Linked DNA regions of Mus musculus: regions 2, 3, 4 and 5 are each linked to region 1. The links are chromatin contacts, called in public HiChIP or PLAC-seq, Micro-C and promoter capture Hi-C maps. All regions are on one chromosome and are shown on one strand. Each heading gives the region's core, a stretch centred on a gene start, on an enhancer-like site or on the middle of the called end of the contact. The rest is flanking DNA. Distances are from core to core; before and after follow the strand shown.

What was found. Promoter capture Hi-C pulls out the DNA fragments that hold promoters and counts their contacts. Hi-C and Micro-C count contacts between places; a contact is called where the count stands out from the background. HiChIP or PLAC-seq counts read pairs in DNA pulled down with a chosen protein or histone mark.
Region 2: a promoter capture Hi-C map of hippocampal neurons shows a contact between it and region 1, with 4 times the contacts expected there. The contact joins the enhancer-like site here to the promoter of Spr in region 1. A contact is called at or near these places in 4 of 39 promoter capture datasets (the 3T3-L1 cell line, cranial neural crest, hippocampal neurons and 1 more), 1 of 115 datasets of contacts at active chromatin or transcription factors (stem cell-derived neural progenitor cells) and 1 of 9 other capture datasets (embryonic stem cells).
Region 3: a Micro-C map of the HL-1 cell line shows a contact between it and region 1, with 3 times the contacts expected there. The contact joins the enhancer-like site here to the promoter of Spr in region 1. A contact is called at or near these places in 9 of 39 promoter capture datasets (the 3T3-L1 cell line, the SN4741 cell line, cranial neural crest and 5 more), 2 of 15 datasets of contacts at CTCF or cohesin (the NIH/3T3 cell line and embryonic stem cells), 19 of 484 Hi-C or Micro-C datasets (the HL-1 cell line, the N1E-115 cell line, adipose-derived mesenchymal stem cells and 6 more), 6 of 115 datasets of contacts at active chromatin or transcription factors (craniofacial prominence, differentiating embryonic stem cells, embryonic hindbrain and 3 more) and 1 of 9 other capture datasets (embryonic stem cells).
Region 4: a contact with region 1 is called in an HNF4G HiChIP or PLAC-seq map of pancreatic cancer cells. The contact joins the enhancer-like site here to the promoter of Spr in region 1. A contact is called at or near these places in 2 of 39 promoter capture datasets (the 3T3-L1 cell line and hippocampal neurons), 2 of 15 datasets of contacts at CTCF or cohesin (embryonic stem cells and large pre-B cells), 4 of 484 Hi-C or Micro-C datasets (cerebellum and embryonic stem cells), 4 of 115 datasets of contacts at active chromatin or transcription factors (embryonic midbrain, embryonic stem cells, forebrain and 1 more) and 2 of 9 other capture datasets (embryonic stem cells and liver).
Region 5: a contact with region 1 is called in a FOXA1 HiChIP or PLAC-seq map of pancreatic cancer cells. The contact joins the enhancer-like site here to the promoter of Spr in region 1. A contact is called at or near these places in 2 of 39 promoter capture datasets (the 3T3-L1 cell line and hippocampal neurons) and 2 of 115 datasets of contacts at active chromatin or transcription factors (astrocytes and pancreatic cancer cells).

What each region holds. Positions count from the first base shown.
Region 1 is chr6:85,134,403-85,139,516 of GRCm38.p6, reverse strand. Spr (sepiapterin reductase) reads left to right here and starts at 1,753. Exons shown (of 3, transcript NM_011467.2): 1 at 1,753-2,078; 2 at 2,404-2,694. The coding sequence starts at 1,772. Gm10444 (a long non-coding RNA gene) reads right to left here and starts at 1,583. Exons shown (of 3, transcript XR_001785286.2): 1 at 1,090-1,583.
Region 2 is chr6:84,164,976-84,170,278 of GRCm38.p6, reverse strand. The region is part of intron 40 of Dysf (dysferlin); the gene reads right to left. Among named protein-coding and RNA genes, the nearest start is that of Dysf, 150 kb to the right of the region's middle. Within about 2 kb of position 2,093, at least 16 of the 459 cell types and tissues checked have an H3K27ac peak or open chromatin away from gene starts, as enhancers often do.
Region 3 is chr6:84,597,855-84,603,356 of GRCm38.p6, reverse strand. No RefSeq gene overlaps it. Among named protein-coding and RNA genes, the nearest start is that of Cyp26b1, 6.7 kb to the right of the region's middle. Within about 2 kb of position 2,021, at least 29 of the 459 cell types and tissues checked have an H3K27ac peak or open chromatin away from gene starts, as enhancers often do. A contact at or near this core is called in the HL-1 cell line, the N1E-115 cell line, the SN4741 cell line and 3 more, where this site is marked.
Region 4 is chr6:84,565,805-84,571,300 of GRCm38.p6, reverse strand. No RefSeq gene overlaps it. Among named protein-coding and RNA genes, the nearest start is that of Cyp26b1, 25 kb to the left of the region's middle. Within about 2 kb of position 2,505, at least 36 of the 459 cell types and tissues checked have an H3K27ac peak or open chromatin away from gene starts, as enhancers often do. A contact at or near this core is called in cerebellum and pancreatic cancer cells, where this site is marked.
Region 5 is chr6:84,270,118-84,275,039 of GRCm38.p6, reverse strand. No RefSeq gene overlaps it. Among named protein-coding and RNA genes, the nearest start is that of Gm10445, 150 kb to the left of the region's middle. Within about 2 kb of position 1,944, at least 63 of the 459 cell types and tissues checked have an H3K27ac peak or open chromatin away from gene starts, as enhancers often do. A contact at or near this core is called in pancreatic cancer cells, where this site is marked.

The DNA of each region.
Region 1 (5,114 bases), core at 504-3,003:
CACATGGTGGCTCATAGCCATCTGTAATGGGATCTGATACCCTCTTCTGGTATGTCTGAAGAAAGGGACAGTGTACTCACATACATTAAATAAATAAATGATTTTTTTTAAAGGAGAGATGTAAACAGGACCCTGTATGCTTACTTTGGTTTAAAAAAATTCTTCTTTTCCTGGCTTTGTCTGTATGTCTGTGTGTGCTTATTCCTTTGTCAGTGGATGAGTTGGAGGTGGAGGCCAGAGGACAATGTGTATAGTTCTTTATGCCTGTCCATCTTTCAAAAAGTTTTGCTTTTGTTTTTTGTTTTTTAATTTTGTTTTTTGTTTTTGAGACAGCGTTTCTCATTGTGTAGCCCTGCCTGGCCTGGAACTCACTCTGTAGACCAGACTGGCCTCAAGCTCGGAGTCTCCTACTGCTGTATCCAGACTGCTGGGATTAAAGGTTTCATTGCAGCCACGTGGCTCAGAAAGGGTTTCATTGTGTAGCCCTGGCTGTCTGTCCTAGAACTGGCTTTGTAAACCAGGCTGATGCAAACTTACAGAAATCCTCCTGCCTCTGCCTCTACCTCCTGTGTGCTAGGAGCACCACCATTGCCTGGTCACACTTAGTGTTTTTAATGTCGGTTCTGGGGTTCAAACTCAGCATGATGGCCTTGAACTCACTATGTCTGTTGAAGATCCTTCAACTACTTTGGAAATAAGATAACAAATCCAATAGATTAGTGGTAAGTAAGTAGTTTTAAATATACAGTTCTGCTGAAAGGGAACTTTGGCATAGAGAAAAGGCATTAATGACGTGTTGATTTGGCACAAGACAGTGTTTTTTAAAAACCTATAGAGAGACATTCCGGCTCTCTTCTCATATAGGCCTACAGGATTTGCATCGCTCTAGGTCCCCTATTTCGTTGGCCTAGGACAAAAGCCTCATTCAATTTAAAAAAAAAAAATTGGAACTTGAGAATGGCCCCTACTGATTGCTGGTTTCCCAATCTGACCAGGCTAAGTGACTAGTCCTACCACTTGAACTTTCTGAAACAAAGAGGAGCTAGCCGCTGGCCTGCCTGCCTGTAATTCCGATGGACTCTAGCTCACCTCAGACTAAAAATGGATCAAAGCAATCTCTATGTCTTTCTCTGCTGTCCTCCTCAGACATCTCCAGAGAGCTGGGATATTTTTCTTTCCCATTTGAGATTATGAAGTTGTTTCTAGAGTGCATGACGCAGGTTGAAGGATAAGTACACAGGTCCCAAGGAACCAAGCGTTTTCACTGACGGTGATGAGTCTTGTTCGTGAGATTGTTGTGATTCTCAGCCTTTCTCTTCCCCTGTGTGTGCTCTTCATTTTCTGGTTCTGTCTGCCTAGCACCTCCTGGGGAAGCTGCTGTGCTTTTCCAGAGAAGGCTTCTGTTAATCAGAGTGCAAAGGGACCACAAGCTCTACACACTTCATCCAAGGCTGTCACTGGTCTCTAACTGGTATGTCCTGTATGGATAAAGACAAACCTTAACCCTGGAGGAGGAAGCTGATCCTGGAACAGGGTGGAAATTGAGAACGCGCCTCTCAGAAAGGGGCTGAGTTTGTGGGAGTGGCGCTCAAGGGGAACCCGGAAGCGCTGGGAAGGGGATTAGGATTTCCTGCCGAGGCCCGGCTGCCTGGCTTTTTTTTCCCCCGCCCAAACACCAGTGGATTCTGGCCCGAACTTCCGCCGTCCCAAGCCAAGAATAGGCTCCGCCCCGTCCTGGTTCAGTAGCTGCGCATGAGTCTGAGTTCCAGGCATGGAGGCAGGCGGGCTGGGCTGCGCTGTGTGCGTGTTGACCGGGGCCTCCCGGGGCTTTGGTCGCGCCCTGGCCCCGCAGCTGGCCCGGTTGCTGTCTCCCGGTTCCGTGATGCTCGTAAGCGCACGCAGTGAGTCGATGCTGCGGCAACTGAAGGAGGAGCTGGGCGCTCAGCAGCCTGACCTGAAAGTGGTGCTGGCAGCCGCCGATCTGGGCACCGAGGCTGGCGTGCAGCGGTTGCTGAGCGCAGTACGCGAGCTCCCGAGGCCCGAGGGGCTGCAGCGCCTGCTGCTCATCAACAACGCAGGTGAGAGTCCCGTCCAGACCCCGGCTGCGAGCTCTTACCTCATAGGCTTTTGGGTAGGTGAAGGGCAAGTCCCTAAAAGTCCAAAGTCCAAGAGGAGGGAGGGTGTATCAGTGTCACTACGGGGCGACAGTGCCTCCTGGCGGATGTGTGAGTCAAGACTTTTTGAACAAATCACTCTGCTTTACTACAGTATTCTTTGCTTGCATTAGGGGTGTCTGCAGAGCTGGGGCAGAGAGATAGCCTATGAGGAGGAACTGTGGAAGGCTGAGGGAGAAGAGTGCCCCAGTTGTGTCATTTCTTTGGTCCCGTTTTTTTTTTTTTTCAGCCACTCTTGGGGATGTTTCCAAAGGCTTCCTCAACGTGAATGACCTAGCTGAGGTGAACAACTACTGGGCTCTGAACCTGACCTCCATGCTCTGTTTGACTTCCGGCACCTTGAATGCCTTCCAGGATAGCCCTGGCCTGAGCAAGACTGTGGTTAACATCTCATCTCTGTGTGCCCTGCAGCCCTACAAAGGCTGGGGTCTGTACTGTGCGGGGAAGGCTGCCCGAGACATGCTCTACCAGGTCCTGGCTGCTGAGGAACCGAGTGTGCGGGTGCTGAGCTATGCTCCAGGTAGGTGGGTGCTCCTGACAGTGCTGTCCCTAGACTTAGCTGGTACCTTTCTGGGGGCTAGGCAAGGAGGGGAACCTGATCTATATTCTCCATAAAGAATCCAAAGACACCTTATATGCCCCAGTATAGGGGAATGCCAGGGCCAAGAAGCAGGAGTGGGTGGGTAGGGGAGCAGGGCGGAGGGAGGGTATAGGGAACTTTCGGGATAGCATTTGAAATGTGTATAAAGAAAATATCTAATAAAAAATAAATTTAAAAAATGTGACACACACACACACACAAAGAATCCAAAGACTATCGGGCCCCTACTACCTCTGGTAATGACTCCTCACTTCGTAAGAAAAATACAGACTCCCAAGACGTTGGAGCAGTCAGGGGCCGAGGTACTCAGCCTCAGGACTTGTCCGATTAGCAGGTGGGATAAACATCCAGACACATAAAATGCATTAAGACTAAAACTGAAAAAAACAAAATGCCTTTATATGTTCAGCTGTCTGCTTTTGTCCCTCAAGGGACACATACTGTTCCTCCATGTGTGCCCGACACCCAATAAAGCTGTATGGAGGATGGACACATGGAATGTTCAAAGACAAGCAAAGAGATAGTGGTGAGTGGTGAGCACCTCAGGCTGAGCCGTGCTGGACGCTGAGTGGAATGCAGAGGGTGCTAGCATGGAGAAGACAGGGCCGCTGTTCTTATGGACATTTAGGGTACGAGGACTTCTGAGACCTTGTCTTGTCCCTCTAGCCTATTAAGATGCCACTGTGCCTTTCTTCTAAACTTGTGATTTCTGCTTAAAAGGTAGCAACATGTAATAGAATGAGCAGCTAAGGGGTGAGATCCAATTGTCTGTACCTCTTTGGACTAGGACAGGATTCTGGAGACACAGGCAAAATGGTCTGTCTAACGCTGGAGGGAGGCAGGACCAGGATCCAAGTTTGCCTCTAACTTCTTGATCTATACTATGTTTCCTCATCTCATGTAGCACCTGCCCTATGCACACATGCAAGATATTTCTTGTTCCAATATCCAGCTCACCTGCTCTGAGCTCAGCCTAGGCGCCTTCAGACAGCAGCGATCACGTGTAAACCACAGCCAGGAGGGGAGCCAGTTCCAGAAGGGCCCAGAGCTAAGTTAGCTCTCTGGAGGCTGCCTCAGTTTTCATGGAGGAACTGAGAACCTCCCCCTGAGCCTGGAGACAACAGGGCCAGCCTAGTTCTCATTTCAGTCTCTGGAAGAATCTTCTAACAGGTTACAAAGATGGAGATGTCTGTTAGGAAAGAGAGCAAGCCTCTGCCCAGTGGTGCTCAAGGAGATAAAACGGGGCAAGGCAGAACAGCTGAGAACTGAGCAGAAGCTCAAAGCCAGCCCTGAGGACACAGCAAGTCAGAGCCTGCACGGGCTCCAAGAGAGTCTCAAAACACAAGAGAGCGAGAGGAACAGGGGAGGGTCTGGCTGAAGGACTTCCAAATGTTAGCCAAGTGCTCTTCCAGGCCTTGTGATTTTTCTGCCCCTAAAACGCCATTAAATTTTGGGAGGTTTCACAATTCCATAAGCAAACAGGAGACATTTTCCAGAAATGCAAGTAAGAGTGACAAAGCTTGTTAGAAAGTGACAGGTCTGTCTCTCTCTCTCTCTCTCTCTCTCTCTCTCTCTCTCTCTCTCTCCCTCCCTCCCACCCCGGCTCACTCCCTCTGTGTGTGTTGTGTGTGTGTGTGTGTGTGTGTGTGTGTGTGTGTGTTTTGCTTGAACAGTGGTTATCACATGTATGCAGTACCTGCACAGGCCAGATGAGGACAACACATCGTGTTTAACTGGAGTCACAAATACTTGTCAGTTGCCTAGTTGGGACTGGGACTCAAACCCCAGTTCTCTGCAAGAACAGGAGCTGCTCTTAGCAGGGAGCCGTCTATCTCTCTATCCCATACACTCAGCTTTTTACTGGGGATTTGAACTCAGGTCCTCAGGCTTGTACAGGAAGCACTAGAGCAACTAAGCAGCCCATCCAGGGGTTTGGGGAAGCTCTGCAGGCCCAGAAAAGTGCAGCCAGATGAATTTATCAGAAGTCTAAGAGGAGGTCTTGAAGTAAGGAGAAAACCAAGGTTGTGACACGCACCTAACTGCTTGTCAGGGTTTGAAGATGCTGAAGGTCTCACCTGCCCCCTGGTTGGCTGTAGGTGGAGTGGGGAACCTGCAAGGTTACCTATCTGTTAGTACAATGGGAAGTCAGCAAGCGGTGTTACCTAGACAACAGAGGATGACTTGATTTTACACAATGCTTAATAGACTTAGCTTTGAACCCAAAGCTCAGTCATAACGTGGTATGGCAGTCCTCACCTGCAGTCCAAGCACTGGAGGACTAAAGTAGGAGGGTCCCCAAGTTCAAGAATACAGAGAGAAAACATAACTGAAAAAAAGAA
Region 2 (5,303 bases), core at 844-3,343, 970 kb after region 1:
TAACTCTTCTTGTATGGTCAGGAAGTGGGAACTGGGGTCAGGGTGGACCCCCTGATACTGAGGGTGGAACCCAGAGACTTGCACATGCTAAGGGCTCTAGAACTGAACCACACGCACACGCACACCCCTTTTGCTTACTTTTGAGACAAGGTCTCACTAAGTTGCCCAGGCTACTCTGGAACTATCAACACTGGTATTTCAAGCTCCCAAGTGGTTGGGATGACAGGTTTGTGCCTCCTGCTGCAGCTCATGGACAGAGCTTCTCTCCCTGGGAAATCCACTTGAATCAAAGAAAAGATATTGGCCAAACTCATTCTCTACCAAGGCTATAAAGTTAAGCTAGGGGTCACTATATAGAAGGGCATGCCCTCTTCTAAGTGAAGCAATGGGCTACTGTTTATAAGCTTAAGTGAACATCCCAGACTACACAGAAAGCTATTCCTCATAGAGAAATGGTTTCCAGTCAACCAGACAACAGGCTCTGTTGATGTCTGAGAAATATTCTGAGGCTGTTGTTGGTTACCATGGTAACTGTTACTGTTGACAATACCAACACCCCCAATGTTGATGTGACATCTTCATAGCTCAAATGATGGCAGGGTGTCAATTAATTTCCTAAGGGGGGGGGGGAAGACAAGGGAAATTTGCTCCTGACACAGAAGCACAAACACACATGTAATATACATGTTCTTAGGCCAAAAGCCTAGATAAGAATTCAAACCTACCTCACCCCGTGAATACTAAACCACTCAATACCGCCCAAACCACACAGATAGGTGCTCACACATCCTGCTACCAATGACTCAGAAGACCTCTACATACGCACAGTAAATATCAAGTAAAAGACTAGACTTCTAGCCTCTTCTTGATACTTCCTGGATAATAGCCTTCTTGTCTATAGAAAGGTTTCTATGCCATGAACCCTGCCTTTAAGCTGAATCAGCAGAGGGTGGGAGAAAGAAATCTTTAGCTCGATCAAGTGTTGAATTGTTTTTCAAGGCCCAATAAATATGTACACATGAGCTTCAGCAGAGATAGGACCTGGCCATCTGTCAGTCTCTTATAGACATGGTCCCACATGAACAGGGACCCTCTGGGGAACTCGGGATTTCTGACCTTATCCATATGAGATTACAGAGAACTGGACTTGCCAAGCACATAAGTATGACTTGGTAGGAAACTCAGGCTCACTACACACACACACACACACACACACACACACACACACACACTTTAGCTTATTTTTATTTTGAGACTTATGTCCCACATGGGTGAGGGGCCTTCATGGGACTCAGGCTTCTGGCTACATAGGTGAGGAGCTGGAAGGAATCAAGGCTGCCAGCCATGTGGGTGAGAAAGCTGAGGGTACCAGGCTGCCAGGCACATGGCTGAGGGATCTGGGAGAAGCTGGGTTTCTGGCCACATGCATGAAGGGCCTGAGGAACCCAAGGTTTCTGGACACATGGATGAGGGGGCTGAAGGAACTGGGCTGTTAGCCATTTCCAGACTCAGAAGACTAAATTGGGCATTTGGCCTACAACTTGGCTCCCTGAGGGTATCATGCCTGAGAGAATGGAATCTATTCAGTGGGCTGAGAGAAAGAAGATTCCAGATGAGTCTTCAATCCTATGAAGAAAGCAATGCGACATCTCTAATTTGGAATCTGTGATGGTTCCAGAAGGGCCTGGGGGACATGGGAGCTTACCTAACCCTCGTTCTGCTTATGGGTACAGTTTTGCTTAACAAGAGTTCCAGCAATCTACTTAAGAGAAAAACTATTTTTTGAAGGCCTTCCCGGGACTGCAGAAGCATCCATCAAACTACAGACACTAATATTAGCCATCTTAAATTCAATTTAAAAGGGATTTGGGGGGAACTTGCTCTGTGCCAAAGTCAACCCACTTTCTAGTTACCGTGTGCATTTTCATACACAAAATCACGTTAACTTTTCAAATCTTTGTCGAACTTGTTCCTCGGTTCTGATTTCCTGTGCCTTGGCTCCTGTAGAGATGTGTCAGACAAGAGGTGAGGGATGAAGCTTCACCAAGAGCTCCCAAGGAACCTTGTGTTTAGCACAGAGGGCTGCATACTTTCCAAGTGCCCAGGCTAGGGACTAGGCCATTTGTAGGACCAAGAAGGATAAGAAGGCATCATGCTAATGCTAAATACTGGTGTATGCTTTCTGGCCAGTTAGTTGTCAGGGAAAGGTGCGAACATCCCTCTAAGAAGGAGAAGAACCTTTTTCTACTGAGGGCAAGTAGGTCCTTCATGCCAGGGGAAATACCCCTTTGGGAGGAGGGTGCTAGCACAGCGAGGGCTGGCTAGAGGGAGCCAGGGCCGCCTCCTCCCTGATGGGGGCCTGGAGTCTGCCAGACGTTTCACCCCAGGCTGTCCCCCCTGCAGTGTGCACTGAGGGAGGAGGGGTGCACCCCCGAGGAGACCACAGGAATGCCAAGCAGGGGAAAGGCGCCCCGAGCCAAGGGCTCCGGCAACCAGGATCCAATATCGGTGGGTGACTCCAGCCCCCGTAACAGGAGAGACCGTAAAGTATGTGCTGGGCTTCCCAACCCGCACACACAGCAAATAACCAATTACTCCAAATAGCTAACAGATTGCGGCTCCGACTTCCCTCCCCTCGCCCCCACCCCACCCATGCCTTCACTTGTCATTTGATGGGCAAGTTGTATTTGCTCAGAGAAAATGAGAGAATGAGTCACAAGGAAGACCCAAATGACACCAAGGACAGGCATCAAACACCTAAACAGAACTCATGGGAGTAAGGAGAGCAGGCTGCATCTGGACCATGGACAAAGGGGATATGGTTAATGGCGGGAGAGTCTGCAACTTTCAAATGTCTGTAGTGCCCTGCATCCCCAATCCCATGAGTACATGTCTTTAGGAAACTTACATCTATCTTCCTAAGCTGAGAGATACGAGAATAAGGTAAAAGCTATGAATATTGGGGCTGGGGAAATGGACAATCAGTAAAGTACTTGTCTTACAAGCATGAAGATCTGAGTCCAATCCCTAGAAGCCATGTAAGAAGCTGGGCATAGCAGCATTCCTGTAATCCTACTGCTGGTGGAGACAGAAGGATCTCTGGGGCTTGCTGACAAGGTTCAGTGAGAGACTCTGTCTCAAAAAAGAAGAGTGATGGAGAAAATACTTGTCATGGACCTATGGCCTCCATGTGACCTAAGTGCACACACACACACTAAACATGGTTAAAGTTGGCTCTCATTGTCAGAGGCGTGGCCTTGTAGCTTGCAGCCTGGAGACAAACTGCCTCTGGAAATGCTCCTTGCTTGTGAGCGACGCCCCGTAACTGATTGCTTTGGTCAAAAAACATCTACTTCAAAGTCTTGGGATAAATTGCTGTCGAGACTCATGAAGCACACAATAAGGCATTCTCCTCACATTTGGAAGAGAGGGAATTCAGGCTGTCCATGGAGAAAGGGACCTTGATGTAAATGAGTGCTAGGTCAGGACAAGGAGAGGAAAAACCACCTCAGGAGGAAAGAATGTCCTCTCGTAGAGGACTCACTGCTAAGTGAGAAGAATGTGGGGACAGAAAATGAGAGAAACACGTGAGCCATCCTGAAGGAGTGGGAAAAGAGGTTGGCTTTGAATACTGATCCCGTTTATGCACGCATGGTCAGGGAAGCAAGGCTCCAAGCAATAAAACTGTCCCCACGTTTGAAGAGACATGTGCCTGTCACTCTTGGTCAGCTGTCATTAAGTTTCTAGCCTATCCCTAAACACAAGTTGCCTCTCTACTTGCTGAGCTACAGGGAGTTCATGAGCTAGACCAGTACCCACAGTCTCCGGACCCAAAAGCCATGGCTCTCTCTGCACATGCAAGCTGGCACTATTCACATAGATGCTTGAACACCACAAACTTTAGAGTCTACTCAAGCAACACTGTAGGAAGTTTCCTCAAGTAATATCCCTGCCCAGATGGCCTAGTGTAGAAGGTCAATCCTGCTTCGCTTAGGAAACTCTTCCATGGGGATGCATGAGCAAGGACCTGTGGCTCTGACTTTGCCAGCTACTGCTGGCTGCCGCAGTGAACACAGTGGTCTTCGGCTCACAGAAAAGCCCATGGTAGGTGCTTGTGGTTCTGGGTTCCTCCTCATTTCTCCCAGTCTGTTAGATTCCCAGCTGGCAAAGTAGAAGTCTAGCAACTCTAAACCATTTCCATCTTTCTTTGATCTGAAATGGCTTTTGTTAAAAAAGGAAAAAAAAAAAAAGGTCTGTGCATTCACAGGCAGAATTTTCCTTAGGTTCTGTCTTCCAGTGCTTGCCAAGCAAGAATGGCCCCCTGTAAGGCTAAGCAAATGACAGGAAGATGGCCTTGGGGGTCAAAACAAAGGGGGAAACAATATGAGGGAGAAAAAAAAATGTTTCCCCCAGCCAAAGACCTGAGGCTAAACCAGAAGAAAACCAATGGCTTTGTTCATGTTCGTAGGAAGATTGGAGAAGATGCCACAGACAGGAAATCAGAGTGCAGGGTCCTGAAGGAGATATAACCTGCCTGATGGAAAACAGGGCTGTCAGACTCAAAATTGAAACAGATTTCAATTTCCAACTAAAGGACAAACTAGACAACCAGCAAGATCTTCCCAGCAAGGCCATCACACCAACAGACATCTTTAAAACTTTGCTTCACTCTGGAGATGATGAGGGCATAAGGAAAATCTTCCACAGCGAACAAGAAAGGAAAAATCTGGAGAGACGAGGAGCCAAATGCAGACTGACTATGGGACCCCAAAAGCCACGGCTGAACATTTAGTTTTAAGTGAATCTGGGTTTGTAGTGTCTCCAGACTTCTGGTAAAAGTAAACACACATCGTCTCTGGAAGAATGTGACTTCCATCCAGGCCTCAAAGAATTCTCAGATAAAGTTCCAAAGAGCATGAGTTCACAATCAAAAAATAGTGAACACATGAGGAACAGACACCACAAGCGAGAGCCAGCGAGGATGAACCAACTGCAGAAGCAGACCCGTGAGAACAGAAAGCAGAAGTGTCAGAAATAACATGTGAACCAAAGGACTCTCCAGGAAACAAAAGACAGACAGAGACCTTCAAAACTAAACAGACTGAAGAAGAAAGAACATCCAAAAATAAAAAAAAAAAATTTAAAAAAAATGTAAGCCTTGGATGACAAACTTTGGAAACTGGGTTAAATATCAGATCAGAAATGAGTAACGTTAAGTAAATGGAAGATGTATCTTCAGAAATCAGCATCAAGATAACATCAAGAAACGAACATCGGTGCTGGGAAGATGGCTCAGCGGTTAG
Region 3 (5,502 bases), core at 772-3,271, 540 kb after region 1:
GGAAAGAATTTTAAAAAATAAAATAAAAATAAATTAGAAAAAAGAAAATTGTACCAGGAAGATAAAGGAAAGCCACTCAGCATGGGAAGAGAAAGAGAGCTGCTCAGAGCTGTGGTCAATAGCTAAAGATTATTTTTCTATTTCTGAATGTTTTCCCCACTTTACTTGACAGATCCACTGGAGCATAGTGCAATAATAGAATCGTCAAGACTGCTCTTCCTGGGCTGCAGTCAAAGAACTCTTGTTCTCCGTTGCTGTGGGATTTTCTAGAGTTTATCAATGTAAGGGAGTTTTCTTCTATCCCTAGGCCACTGTAAGTGTTTACTCAAAATTCCCATTGGATGCCAGCAAAGCTTTTTCATCTTTTCATTGGAATGTTCATTGTTAAAAATCTCTAACTATAGTGATGTTCCTTTGCTGAAGGTCTTTTAGTTCACGTATAGCTTTGTTCCATTTGGTCAAGGTGCTGTTATCTTGGTGAACTTCTGGGTGTTATTTGGTAACATTAAATAGGATTTTTATATAAATATTAAAAGATAGGGCTTATCTGTTTCTCCTCCTCCTCTTCTTCCTCCTCCTCCTCCTCCTCTTCTTTTGAGACAAGGTCTCAGAATGTGACCCTGTCTGGCCTGGAATGTGATATATAGACCAGGCTGAACTCAAAGAGATGCATCTGCTTCTGCCTTCAGAGTACTGGGTTAAAAGATGTGACCCACCAAGCAAAGCAATGTCTATGCTCCCTGATGTCTTCAACAACAGAATTTTGGTTTTTGTGTGTGCTCATGTGTGTTTGCAAATTGCTATCTTAGAAATCTAAAAAGTAGCCAGGCAGTGGTGGCGCACGCCTTTAATGCCAGCACTTGGGAGGCAGAGGCAGGCGGATTTCTGAGTTGAAGGCCAGCCTGGTCTACAGAGTGAGTTCCAGGACAGCCAGGGCTGCACAGAGAAACCCTGTCTCGAAAGAAAGAAGGAAAGAAAGAAAGAAAGAAAGAAAGAAAGAAAGAAAGAAAGAAAGAAAGAAAGAAAGAAAGAAAGAGGAGAAAGAGGAGAAAAAAGAAAAGAAAAGAAGAGAAGAGAAAAGAAGAGAAAAGAAAAGAAAAGAAAAGAAAAGAAAAGAAAAGAAAAGAAAAGAAAAGAGAAGAAAAGAGAAGAAAAGAAAAGAAATCTAAAAAGTTCATGTGGAATGCCAGGGCCAGGAAGCAGGAGTGGGTGGGTTGGGAAGCAGGGGAAGGGGTTGGAGGGGATAGGGGATTTTTGGAGGAGAAACTAGGAAAGGGGATAACATTTGAAATGTAAATAAAGAAAATATCTAATAAAAAATCTAAAAAGTTATTTGTTCTTCGTTTTTTAGACGGTCTTTTTAAAAATGGGGCTATAACAAATATTTATTCTGTAACAAATATATATTCTCATGCTAAATAATTTTATTTTTTATTTATTTTAATTTCTCCCCATTTATTGCTGATTGCTGCCCCCCCCTCCCCATTTGTTTCTTGGCAATGTGTTTCTTCCCTTTGTGAAGGCTGAAGGAGGTAGGAGGAGCTGTGATTCCTGCAAGCTATGGGAGGGAGGGGAATCAGTTGGAGCAGGATGATGTAACCTAGGCAAACAGAAGACAAAAGAATTAAGTGTATGTAGTCTCTAAACAACTCTTACACAGTGTGAAGGTGCCTGCGGATCCATAGCAGTGGGGACTGGGATAAAGGTTACATTCCAGAAGCAGCATGAGGACTAGGACATGGGTCAGAAGTAGAGTTCTCTTCTACCATGCCTAAGGGCCTGGCTCAGTGCTGAGCACCATACCACCAGAATAAACATGGAAGTTTCTAATTAACTAAATAAATAGCCAGAAGTCAGGAAAATGGTAAACTAATATTGATTTCAAAGAAGAAGAATTAATTTTGGACATGCCTAGATCATGTTTGCCTTGATGAAGATCTGGCCTGGTGGCATAGGCTTGTAATCCCAGCTACATGGGAGGTTGAAGCCAGAGAGTCAGGGCTTTAAGGCTTGTCTAGGCTAGAGAGCAAGTGAGGGTGGGGCAGAATGTGGTCACATTGCTGAGATCACCCTGCCAGTCAGCTGTCCCTGTTGTTTAGATAGAAAATCCCAAAGCCCAGGAACAGTATTCTCAAAGTTGTACTAACTGCCATCCTCTTCCCTCATCTCTGGTCCTTAGTGAGATATCAGTGCAGGCCTGGGGAGATGCTCAGCTGGGAAAGGCTTGCCTAGCAAGCATGGGAACCTGTGTTTGATCTCCAGATCCATATACAAAGGAAAGATGACATGGTAGCAGATGCTTTTTTTATTATATATTTTCTTCATTTACATTTCAAATGCTATCCCGAAAGTCCCCTATACCCTTCCCCCACCCTGCTCCCCAACCCACCCACTCCCACTTCCTGGCCCTGGTGTTCCCCTGTACTGGGGCATATAATCTTCGCAAGACCAAGGGTCTCTCCTCCCATTGATGGCCGACTAGGACATCCTCTGGGTAGCAGATGCTTCTAACACTAGTGCTGGGCAGCAAAGACTGAGTTTGTCCTCTAACCTGACTATCAACACACATGTACACCCCCTTCCCCCCCACACACACACACCTGCATGCAAACTGTAGACCCAGGATTCTTAAGTAAGTACTTTCAAGCTAATGGAGATACAAGCTTGGTTAGAGTCTGAAGGAAAAACATGTTGACAAATAACTAGGATCGAGTTACTTAAATAGAAGTCAAAGGGGTCTTGAAGTGACCAAGAAGCAGAAGAACATGTGTCATGGCCATAGACACCAGAGCCTCAGAGGGATGCGATGCATGTACCTGAAATCCTTAGAGTCCTTCACTAGATAACAACATAAAATGAACTGCTGAGCTTCACAGCAGTTCACTCCCCGCCCCCCTACCCCCCGCCCCCCCCCACACACCTTCTTAACACACCTTATCCTCTTACCTCCCCTTCCCCTCCCCAATAGTTCATTCATGCCTTAGGCACCACAGTAGGTCGGCGCATGGATGAGGAAGATAAAAATGCCAGGGTGGTCTGCGTAGAATGTTCTAGAATGCCAGCAGCACTCTGGAAACATTCAGAAAAACTGGGATAGCAGTGCTTGATTGGAAAAGGTAAGAATTTACCAAGAGGTGAAAGAAGGAAGTTCAAAGGGAAAAGATAGTAAAGGGATATGAATGGAAGGAGGCAGTGACTGGTGTGAAGACTCGGATCATGCCATGCCCACCACACTGAGCAGAACACACAGCCATGTGGGTCTCTGAATGGGAAACCCTTGCCTGAGCCTGCAAATGTGGGCTAGGTGGTTCCTCTGAAGAGCCATCCCGTAGAAGAAAACCTAATTTGGATATGTGCACATCCTAGAGCCCCATTAACTCTGGGTTAAACACTCAGAAAAAAATAGCATTTCCTTCCCAGTGCGGTGGCAAGCAATACTGCAGCTCTCTGCCACTAACCCCATCCCTCTTCTATAGTGCTCCCCTCTTTTTTTTACATATATATTTTCTTTATTTACATTTCAAATGTTTTCCCCTTTCCAGGTCTCCTCTTCAGAAACCCACTATCCCATCCCTCCTCCCCCTACCTCTATGAGGGTGCTCCCCCACCCACCTACCCATTCCTGTCCTCCTGCCCTGGCCTTCCCCTATACTGGGGCATCAAACACCCTCAGGCCCAAAGGCCTCACCTCCCACTGATGTCCAACAAGGCCATCCTCTGCCACATATGTGGCCAGCGCCATGAGAGGCTCCATGTGTATTCTTTGGTTGGTGGTCCAGTCCCTGGGAGCTCCAGGGGATCTGGCCTGTTGACACTGTTGCTCCCTCCTTGGGCTGCAACCCCCCTCAGCTCCTTCAGTCCCTTCTCCAACTCCTCCATCGGGACCAGGGTATTCCCCTCTTAGCCTCATCCCTCTTCCATGGTGCTTGCTCCCTGCCTCAGCCCCATCCCGCCTCCAGATTTGTCTACTCTGGCACAATCACTTGGGACTCCTGTTCTAATCCTGGCTCTTCTCTGGCTCCAGAGGTGACCTTGGCCCAGTTACACCTTCCCTCTGTACCTTGAGTCTTTCCTTTTCCCTTCTGGGTGCATACTTTCTTTGGTTCTATTTTTGTATTTCCCTAGTAATGGCCCCCAGGAAGGAAATCCTGCCTCAAACCCCCAGGTGTCTCCAAAGTTCTGACATCCTCCTTAATCTTCCAGCTCTGTGACCCCACCTGGTGAGGAGGAGCTACAAATTAGGATAGTAATGGCCCTGCTGATTGCATTAAGGGGTCCTAATGCAATATGCTCTCATGGGGACCATCCATCAGATCAGAGGCCCTCCCCAAGTCCCTGCCACCTCAGTCACATTAGTGAGTCAGCCCATTTATCACTACCACACACCTCCATGGAGACTGGCCTAGACGGATGAGGGGCCAAATCAGATTTATGAGGAGGAATCCTGGGAAAAAAATCAGCCCCATCCATCTCCTAGACACCAAGAAGGGAGTCCTGGTCCCCACTCCCTCCAGTGCTCCATCGGGGAACAAACGGGTGCTAACTGGGAAGCCAGCCTTTGTTTTCCTGAAGGCCCAGAGTTGCCCAGCACAGCCCTGCAAGTGGCCTGTCTTGCAGTCCCATTCTGAAGTAAAGCCTCTCCTAGGACCAGCAAACAGGGCCAGTGCTGCTCAGCTTTTGGGGACCCCAAGGGCATGCACTGAACAAAGCTCTTGGGTTTCATAAAGGATAGCAGAGGGTGGGAGGAAGGGGCAGTGAACCCCACTCAGGAATGAGACCAGACCTGGGCCACATTCCATGGAGGAGGTCTTGCTCTGGCCTTCGGCCTGGGCTAAGGTTTCTCTTTATTTCCCAGGAGTCTCTTTATTATCACAGGGTTTTCGAGGACCTGCTTGAGGTTTAAATCAGACATGCGATTTCTATATGGTTGAAAGCTATTGACCTTTAGCTGAGACAATCTCTCGGCTAGCTCCTAACTTAACCAGACTCCAGCCTGTGTCCATGCCACCTGGCTAGCAGGGGGCCACCCTGCTCTGGAGGGCTCATTATAGCTTACCCTGGCAGCCAGTCTACTCCTGCAAACAGGAGGCACTGAGGAAGTAGAGAATGGGATAGCACATCAGTGCCCATCACTCCCTTTCAGGTGCTAAGACTCATGGGCCCCAGAGCTTGTTTGATTTAAAGACATTATTTAAGAAACTCATGCAGAATTACTTATTACCTTCTAGGATCAGTTTTGGGGTCATAGAAGGATCCTGCTCAAGCAAGGGTCCCTAAAGCTTCAGGGTCATTAACTTCGAAGCAAAGAGTTTGTACTCATTATCTAAAAAGTACAAAAACAAACAAACAAAAAACAGCACTTGCCTAGGGATGCAAGGCTTACCTTCGCCATTCTTGGAAGAGAATGAAACTAGGTGCCATAGCACACATCTGTCTTTCCAGCATTTGGTAGTTGAAGGCAGAAGGATCGGGTGTTGAAGATCACATGAAGCTACATAGCAC
Region 4 (5,496 bases), core at 1,256-3,755, 570 kb after region 1:
GGAGTTCCGCTCCACATTCCTACACAAGGAACAAGCTGTGACAAGGTCCAGGGCCTGACAGGGAACAGGCTGCAGGGAGGCCACACCCCTGTCAAGTGTGACTGTGACCAGATATGCCAGGTCTTTGCACCGGACCCAATGACCCACAGCTTGAAGGCTTATTCATCAGTTTGAGCTATGATGGCTGACATAAACAACCACGGGAGCTGCGGGAGGGGGCTCCCCGTTCTGAGCTCCGCCTTTCGCCTAGGCAAATGATCCTCCAAATCTGTTTCATGGGTGTCGCAGGATCATGTACATGCCCAGACCCCAGCATCTCTGCCAGGTGTTCACTCCATCCGTAGCCTGACTGTCCAGGAGGCCTGGGGTGGAGATTGTGGAAAGACAAGACTACAGGATGGGGACAAGCAATGTCCATGAGGGTTCTAGGGACTAGGGCTGTGGGAGTCGTGGGGTGGGGGGTGGAGACCAGGAGCCAGGAAGCACAGCTGGAGTCTCAAATCCTGGAGTGGCCACTGCCAGGCTCACCTGACAAAAGTCACTGTGTGGTCGCCTCTGTTCTTTCTCACAATGGCTCTGCCCACAGCACCCTGGCCCAGGCGCATTGGGACACAGGGCCTTGTTTGTTCCGCCTGGATCACAGAAGCCGATAGTGGCACTAGGGCAGGATAGTTACAGACCTTGGGCACCTATTCTTCTGTATGGTGAATGCGGTCTTCTCACCTCCCATCCCTGGATCTGCTCACCCCATCCTTCCACCTTCCACAAAGTCAGGGGGGATTTGTTTCCTCCATAAAAGCAGAATCCTGCAGTGACCTTCCTAAGGTCACAGGGAAACCAAGAGAAGGGCTGGGGACAGGTGCCCTGTAGTGGCCAGTACTCACCGCAGCTCTCTTGGGCTGGCCCAGGTCCAGCCAGCAGTCGCAGCAATGCAGGGACTGGATGTCTTGGGAACCTTTCCAGGGAGGCCATGGTTTGTCTGGGTGTGAGTTCCATCCATCCCTGTGACAGCAAATGGAGCTGCAGCGGGGCCCCAGGGCTACCCTTGGCCTGACCCCCTGCCTTGCACTGGCAGGGAGCCAGATGGGGAGCTGGTCCCCTCATCAGCTCATTCCCTGCCTTCCACATGGTGCTGAGCTGGTGGTGGTGGGGAGGGGACAATGACTTTAGCTGCTCTCCCTCCCCTTTCCCCAGCCAGCTGTAGGCTGAGCTTCCCAGGCCTGAAAGGAGCATACAGACACTGGACAGATAAACAGGGACACTGTTTGTCCCTGGACTGGGGCACCAGTTTGGAGAGAACTTAGAAGATCCACATTCAGACATCTTCCAGCCCTTTCCCAAAATTGCCTTGGCCTTGGCTGGGCTTGGCTGCCCAGGACCTCAGGGCCAGCAGGGTGAGCTGTGAGAGGCAGCCAGCTATGCCTGAAGGTTGGGAGGGAAGGAGGGAGACAGAGAAAGGGAAGGGGCAAGTCAGGGGAGGGAGTAAAGGGAGCAGGCAGGAACAAAAAGAGGAAGAGGGGGAGGGGAAAGGGTAGGAGAGAGACAGAGGAGGAGACATCAAAAGCAGGCTTCATGCCTGGCTGAGGCTCTAGGCTCTGGTCTTGGGACAATAATGAGCAGTCTGGGGCCTTTCTTCCCATAGCTTTCTCCCCTCCAACTCCATGTCCCCCAGAAGAGGCTGAGCTGGCCCACCTTGCACTGGCTCTGCTATCTCCTGGGCCTCCTAGCTCTTCATTCTGGCTGTGTGGACAGGGTGCTGTCTAACCTGGGAGGGAATAGGGGTAGTTTGGAAGGCTGGAGTCCTGGGCTGCACCCATAACAGCTCTTCTTGATTGATCTGGCTAGGTTTTCTAGGCCCTTCCTTCTCAAAATATCTTGCTCTGGGACCCTGGCTTGGTGAGATAAGGTAAGTAGGGCAGGTGGTGACTGGTGGTCCTGGGGTGTATCCTGGGGATCTCACTATGAGCTGATACCCTCAGAAGGCCTCAGGCTCTCTACCCCCACTTGAGCAAGGACCCTAATTGGCTCACTTTGAGTCATGTACCAACCCCTGGCCAGGTATCTGACTTCTTCCAACTGGTGCCCCAGAGTAGGGACAGTTGGCAGTACATGACAGACAGCCTGAAGCAGAGGCCAGAGCAGGTCAGTGGCAAGATTCAAGTTCTTGGTCTTAAAGGCCACCTCCTGACTTACCACATAGCACTGCACCGAGGCAGTTGCTTCCTGTGGGCTAACGGAGGTGTCTCTCCCGAGCCTGTCTCTGGCCTTGAGATCTCTGGTTATGCCAAAGTACTTCCTGCTTGCCTGTCTTCCCTCCCACCTTCCTTCTTCCCTTCTCTCTTTCTTCAGGAAAAACGCTCAACCTAAATTAACAGGTTAGGGACATTACTTCCTTTTACATTGCTGAGAACATCGTCACCGTGGATTCTGTCTTAAGAGTCCCTTTCACACCCCAGGGGAGGGGCTGCGCAGGCGTGCACTCTGGGGGCCAGGTTTCTGCCCAGCTTCCTTAGGATTCTGTTTGAAACTCTATAGCAGCGCTGTGAGTGGCTCACACTGGTGTGGGGAGAGCAGGGTGGAGGAGCCCAAGGAGAAGGCTGAGCCACCGTAGAGACTGGATGTGAAATAGGAGGCACACATACAGACATATGCATTTGCATACATATGTATGTATATGATGGTAATTTTGGCAGTTCTGGGGAATTGAAGCTTTAATATGCACACACATTTGTGTGATTTTAAAATTATTTAATCTATATTTTTCAAGTGTACACGCGAGAGTCAGAGGACAATTTGTAGTCACTTCTTTTCTTCTACCATGTGGGTCACCAGAATGGGGAATGACTCAGGTCAGGAGACTTTGTGGCAATCTCTTTACCTACTGAGTCATCTTGCTGACCTCCATGATGTGAATCGAAGTATATTCCTAAGGATTCACCCAGGGTGTGTACCACCGTGTAAAGATTAAGGTCACAGTTTATACACAAGCGCTCCCATGGTGACAGCACCTCTTCTGGATTCTAGCAATGCAGTGTGGCTATTGCCTTCATGTTTACTTTTCAATTACAACAGGGTCCATGCTTGAAGAGGCTGGAACAAACACCACGCCCCAGGCTTACATTTATCTTCGCACATGTGTGACCATAGGTTGGTTGCTTCACAAGCACATGCACACACGCATGCACACACATACACACGCATGCACACACACACACACACACATGCACACACATACAAAGCTTAAGCAAAGAGAAAGAATGAGCAATCTGGCCTGGAGCCGTGTCTCTGTGAGAATCCCCACTCTGCTAATGCCCTGTGCAGATGCTGTAGTTGGCAGGCAGCTTTTAGAGAGTGACAGCTTTCACGGTCCTCAGAGAGTGACCTACCCCACAGGCATCCCCGGCTCTGCCATCTCCAAGGCCTTGTTGGCATCAGGCCCAGGGCCACACAGAGCTCCTGTCCTAATAACAGTACCCCCGGGATGGCAGGGGATGGCAGAGCAGAGCCATTGATGAGAGATAGTAAATGTTAGCCTTGGACTAGTGCCTGGGACTGAGTCTGGCCCAGGCAGCCTTGGAGAACATGGGGTCTCAGCCTGGGATCTAGAGTGGCTCCGAGAGGCCTTGTTTTGCGTGTGTTCCAGCCTGAAGGAGTGAGTTCTTGGCTTCCACAGCCCGCCAAAGAGGTTCTGAGGAGATTTAGCAGGTTTGGGCCCTAACAGCAGAATGTGAGAGATAGTGTGCATGTGTGTATAGGTGCACATGTGCGCAGATGTGTGTGTCTGTGTGGTCAGTCTCAAGTGTGGTTCCTAGGAACCATCCACCTTATTTTTTATTTTGAAGACAAGTTTTCCCTCTCTATCCCTGGCTGATCTGGAACTTGCTATACAGACCAGGCTGGCCTTGAACTCACAGAGACCTATCTCCCTCTGCTTCAGACTGCTGGGGTTAAAGACCTTCATGCCTGACTCACTTTTTTTTTTAAAACATGTGTGTGTGTGTGTGTGTGTGTGTGTGTGTGTGTGTGTGTGTGTACAAATGTGTGGAGATACCAATGGAGGCTGGAAAAGATCATATCCCTTGAAGCTAGAGTTACATGCCATTGTGAGCCCCTTGCAGTGGGTGCCGGGAACCAAACTTAATCCCAGCTGGGAAAGCAGCAGGGCCTCTTAAAGGCTGAGCCATTTCTCTAGTGGCCACCTTGCTTTTTCAGATGAGGTCTCTCACTGGCCCAGAACTCCACAAGTAGACAGATGGGCTGGCTGGCTTTCAAACACCAGAATCCTCCTGTCTCTGGCTCCCAGCTCAGGGGATTCTAAATCTTTTAAAATAGGGACCCTGAGGATTCAACTTCAGCTTGGTCCCCGGCATGGCCATCATGTTGTGGGTGGAGCTATCTCACTAAAAAAATCTTTGGGATCATTTTTTTATTCCTCATTTCCCTCAGCATTAAGGTCCCCTTTTACAGCTGGCTCTGAGTCTAGGTAACACAGCCATGATCCCTTGTCTGGAAGGTAGGATTCCTCATTGTCTGGGGTTGGGGAGAATGGGGGTGGGGTAGGGGTGGGAAACCTCTTCTGGCAGTGGAGTGGCTGCTCGTAGGCCTAGGGAATTATCATCGTCTCCCAGTTTGGGAGGAAGCCACTGGGCATGACCTTACCCTGACCTTCCTGAAGGATGAGCAGCAGACAAGAGCATCCATGAAGGGGCTCTGAGCAGCGGGCGCAGGGCCAGTGCCAGCATTCCTTGCTCAGGCTTTTTGGTGGCCCCTGGGCTAGGGGTGATCTTACCTCTTGCAGCATCTTAGCTTGGCAAGTCAGGAGCCATGCCTGGGAGGCTGGGAGGGGCGAGGTGAGTGCAGAGAAAAGTCAGGGCATGTGTGGGCTGCAACCAAAGGACTAAGCATAAGGTGTGTCCCGAGGGGCCGGCTGGCAGCATGAATGTAGGGTGGGGAGGCTTTACAAAAGACCTGGGGGTCAGGGCTGACTCCGGGCTGGCTTTGAGCAGTGCTTAGAAGTGATGGCAACAGGGTGTGGGAAGGCTGGGGCCGGGAAGTGATCGTGGTGGCTCTTAGTGCCACTCCCATGGTTGAGGGCCTCACCTCTGAGGGACAGGGTGATGCCTACCCTGGAGAATAAGGCTTAGCATCTGCTTTTCAGTCTCCTGACCCCAGGAGGCCTCACTCCAAAGGCCCCAGATCACAGATGGGCATTTACGTCCTTAGCCTGGAAGTGCGTGCTGTTTGTTAATAGAAAAATGTCACCTTGGGGCCAATGGTGTGACTGAGTGGGGTGTTGAGAAAAATACCTCTTTGAATCACTACCAGACCAGAGTGTAGCTTCTGTCTTCCTGAGGAATCGAAGAGGCTGGGGTGCTGCATGGATTGGGGGGCTGCTTGCCTATCCAGGCAACTGTGAGAGGACGAATTCTCTCTCTGACTGCACAGGCCTCACACACACTGGATCCTGTTGGACTGGGATAGACCGGAAGAAGCTCG
Region 5 (4,922 bases), core at 695-3,194, 860 kb after region 1:
GTGGCCGTGTCTAGCCCCAGGTTTTCTCACACATGGGTATATGAGAGTGAGGCAGAAGCAGCCATGACAAGAGACCACCAGAGATTCCATCTGGACTTGGCAGAGTTTGGACCCCATTGCCTGATGACTGGACTCAAGGCAGTCTGTTCTAGAGAAATGTGGCCTAATTTGGTTCTGCAGTAGGCAGTAGTTAATGCAGAGACTCCCAAAAGTCAAAGTCCTTTGAGTAAGTGACTGAGCATTCATCCCTACCCGGGACCTCTCTATCTACCCCACCAAGACTTGGGGAACACCACGGAAGAGAGGGCAGAGAGAACGTAAGAGCCCAAGGGTGAGGAGGGGTGCTATGAATGAGGTTTCTCGACATGGTGTGGCCTTTGCACTCATGAACTCAGTAGCCGTGGTTACCTGTCACACAACTGTGGTTACCTTCTCACACCTGTGGTTACTTGTCACACACCTGTGGTTACCTGTCTCACAGCTGTGATTACCTGTCACACAGCTGTGACTACCTGAAATACAGCTGTGGTCACCTGTCTCACACCTGTGGTTACTTGTCACACAGCTGTGGCTACCTGTCTCACACCTGAGGTTACTTGTCACACACCTGTGGTTACCTGTCTCACAGATGTGGTTACCTGTCACACAGCTGTGGCTACCTGAAATACAGCTGTGGTCACCTGTCTCACACCTGTGGTTACCTGTCACACAGCTGTGGCTACCTGAAATACAGCTGTGGTCACCTGTCTCACACCTGTGGTTACTTGTCACACAGCTGTGGCTACCTGTCTCACACCTGAGGTTACTTGTCACACACCTGTGGTTACCTGTCACACAGCTGTGGCTACCTGAAATACAGCTGTGGTTACCTGTCTCACAGCTGTGGTTACCTTCTCACACCTATGGTTACCTGTCTCACACCTGTGTTTACCTGTCATACAGCTATGGTCACCTGTCTCACACCTGTGGTTCCCTGTCTCACACCTGTGGTTACCTTTCTCACACCTGTGGTTACCTGTCTCACACCTGTGGTTCCCTGTCTCACACCTGTGGTTCCCTGTCTCACACCTGTGGTTACCTGTCTCACACCTGTGGTTGCCTGTCTCACAGCTGTGGTTACCTGTCTCACACCTGTGGTTACCTGTCTCACACCTGTGGTTCCCTGTCTCACACCTGTGGTTCCCTGTCTCACACCTGTGGTTACCTGTCTCACACCTGTGGTTGCCTGTCTCATAGCTGTGGTTACCTGTCTCGCACCTGTGGTTACCTGTCTCACACCTGTGGTTGCCTGTCTCACAGCTGTGGTCACCTGTCTCACACCTGTGGCTACTTATACAAGATCAAGTCAGTAAGACCAGTCAACACTCCAGCAGGCAGCACTGATCACACTCAGTGTGTTACAAAAGAAAGAGAAATAAGAAAAGAAAGGAATGGAGAGAACAGCAAGCCAGGAAGGGGGCACACTGCGGATATCTGGGGGTAGTGGAAGAGGGGAGTTGGGAGTAGCTAGGATCAAGATACACTGTATACATGTACAAAGTTCTCAAAGAATAATGTAGAATATTCAAAAATAAAAGTGAAGACCTTTTGTAAGGGAACAAAATGTGAGCCTGGTGTCTTCAAGTCCTGTAGAACTTCTGTGGCAGCAGCCCTGGGTCTCAGCAGCTCTAAAGACTTCCAGTTTAGAGAGGAAGATCCTGGACCAGAGAAGCCAAGGTGGGGCTTGGCATCTCACAGCTGAAACTCTGGGGCAGTAGACAAGGTGACACAGGACCTGAGGAGCAAGGTCAAGTTCTTTAAAGCCTTGGAGCACCTTGCCTATCCAGACCTCCCTCCCACTCCTGCCTCCTCCTGTCTTCCTCCTCAGCCTCCGAGGCAGAGCCAGCAGCCAGCTCCAGGCAGATTTATGGCTTTGGGCCATGAATAATGCAGGAGCCCAGCTCCCAGGCAGGAGCAGGCTGTAAATCACTGCAGACACTGTGCCAGGCTGTTTAATCAGCTGTCCCTGAGGTACCTCTGCATACTGAAGGAGGGCACCCTAGCCACATTCAGGAGTCCATTAATAAGACCCAAGGCTACAACCACTGACCTTTCCCTAGCTAGACCCATAGCAATGCCCTGAAAAGCAGAAATCCCCGGGAAGGCAGAACGGAAGGGCACAGATACAGGAGGAGGCTAGACCAGCCACAATCTGCGGTGCATGTCTGCTCCTAAATTCAGGACTCTGTGCCAGGTTGCAGAGGTCACTGACTTCACTGCCTAAGGGCTCTAGAAAGAGGGGTGTTGATGTACTTGGGCTGAAACACACCGCAGACATCACCCACTAAACCCTGCACTGGCTTAGATCTGTGTCCCACCACTAGGGGAACCTGCTTCTGATTTGTTCAAAGGCGTAATCTCAATGACAGACAGACACACACTCAAACATCCTTCCCAGTTCTGTCTTCTCTTGTTCACAATGTTAATCCCACCTCCTTCTAGAAACCCAGCCTTCCTAGCTCAGGGGCTACCCACCACCCACCATCTCTTCAGAGTACAATCATCCCTAGACTCTGCATCTCCAAGCTACTGGGAACAGAAGTCCAATGCTGCCCAGCTCACACAAGCTGTAGACACATGGAACTGTGGATGGGATTCTATGTGTTTGCCTCCAAGGTACATTTCCCATTAGTCCACTTTGGATGAGTGTTAACTATGCTCTAGAAGAAAGACCTCAGACAGGAGGGTTAATAAACCTATTAAAACTCTGACTCATGCGTCTTCCAGTGACCCTTGTTCCCCACTGGCAAGGAGCCTGTTACCCATAATAAAAGGGTATGCTCGGGCCTAGGAGCAGAATGGGTATGCACAGGGGAGCAGACTTCTGGAAATAGAGCTAGGAATTTTAGAAATGCATTAAGTCCCTGAACCATGTCTCCTGTCACATGACCTAGTCGGTGTCTCTGGAAATCTCACATGGAAAATTGGACTGAAACAGGGAGACACTGCTTCCCCAGGGAGGCGGGCAGGCTGGAAGATACTGATTAGAGCCTTCCGGGGGACCTCAGATGGGGGTTCCCTTGGACGTGCAATTTCATTCATGTGTCAGGTTGCCAGCACTGGGAAATATCCTTGAGACCCATTGATGAGAGACTGAAGGGCTGTCTGTCCTGGTCATAATCAGTCACTTCCTGCCTTGACCACTCTTCTTTCTCCAGACCGCTGCTGACTCCAAGAACGTCATGGCTCAGCACATGCTCAAAGCCACCAAACTGAGTTTACCAGCATCTCTGGGATGCCAAGGCAACAGAAGCCCACAAGCTCCCTACCCTTCCTACTTCTATGTGAAACCATGCTACATCCTTTTGCAAGAAGCACAGGCCCTGCCCTGTCCTTGGTGGGTGCCTGATTTGTGACCTTACTGTTGGCTACACAAAACATTCACTGCATAACCCAAGTGACCAGGCTTCATGGGAAGGGGTAAGTCTACAGCCCTTTATCATCTATCTCTGAGTGAGTCACTTAGCCATCCAACAGCTATCCAGGGCAGACACAGTTCATAGTGTGTGAAGATCAATTAAAACGGGCACCTTGGAGAAAATATGGCCATTCCCTTCCAAGTACTCCACAAGAGTAAGCCCATGCCAGCCTGAGGGCAACTTGGAAGGGGAGACATTATCATTATTCAAATTATTATATTCACATTGTTTTTATTTTACTGACAACTGAGACACAGAGAGGTTCAGTCACTTGACTAAAGCCATATAGCCAAGTAGCAGACATATTTTAAGCCCAGACTGATGGGTTTCAGACACCACTTATGCTCTGAGCAGACCCAGAGCCTGTTCTCTGTAAGAGCTCTCCTCTCTCAGGAGTTCTTAGCCTATGAGAGTGATCTATTGAGCTTCTAGCACGGCTCTGCCAGCTCTGGTGCCGTATCTACCCAGGCTTTCTCCAGCACAGAGGTGTTAGAGGAGAGAGGGCTTAATGTTCCCGGAGAACCATGGCTGTCATGTGAGATCAGGTGAGCCATGAGGGCACAGAATGAGCTGAGGGCTGGGTTTGCCCATTCACATCAGGACAGCATATGTAGGTTCTGTCTCATGGGCCATGGAGAGCCATTGAGGCTACAAGCAGGAATGCCTTAAGAGCCCAACCAAAGGGAGGTCCTGGACCAGGTTGGCCTGTGGCTGAGGACCCAGTGGTGGCTGCTTCCTGCGCCTGGCCTGGCCTGGCCTTTGCCTGCCCTGGCCTGGGGTGGGGCCAGGGGAGCCGGCCGGCTGTCTCCAGATGATTAAGGAGCTGGCAGCTACAGCATGGTCCGGGGAGCGGGAGCCAGCACAGCACAGTCTTCTCTCTTTCTTTTTTGGCACCAACCAGGCCTATTGATGTTTATCAGCCCATGTTTATTATTCTTAACGCTGTTCAGGATGTTCCTCCCGGCTGGGGAGAGTAAAGCAAGCCAGTGGGAGAACGTGGGGCCGTGACCTTGAACCTTGGCTCTGCTGCCACCCAGGCTGTGTCAGAGCCCCCCACTGGCCCAGACGCCTCATCGGACAGATTAAAAAGTTAAGGCCAGAAAGGGGGAGGTGGTTTGCCCAAGGTTGTAAGTGAATTGGGTGTAGAGGGTTGGTTATACGTGGAACTGAGCCTGAATCAGTTAAATTCCTACCAGCACCTGATCATTGTGTACTTTCCCTTACAAGCCCCCGATACGTGCTTGGTACCTTGTCCTGCAGTTGTCAATGTTTGCTAGAGGAGTGAGTTCCGGAGGATGAAGAAGGAGTTGTCCAGGGGATGAAGGCTGAGATGCAGGCAGAAAGTTGGTAGGAAGGATGTCATGGGCAAGACAAAACAGAAGCAGTAAGAATCTGAACTGTAGTGAAAGTTTGGAGCTAGGAACCATCTGGAAAACAGCAAGAAGACAGGAAGAGACAGGAAAT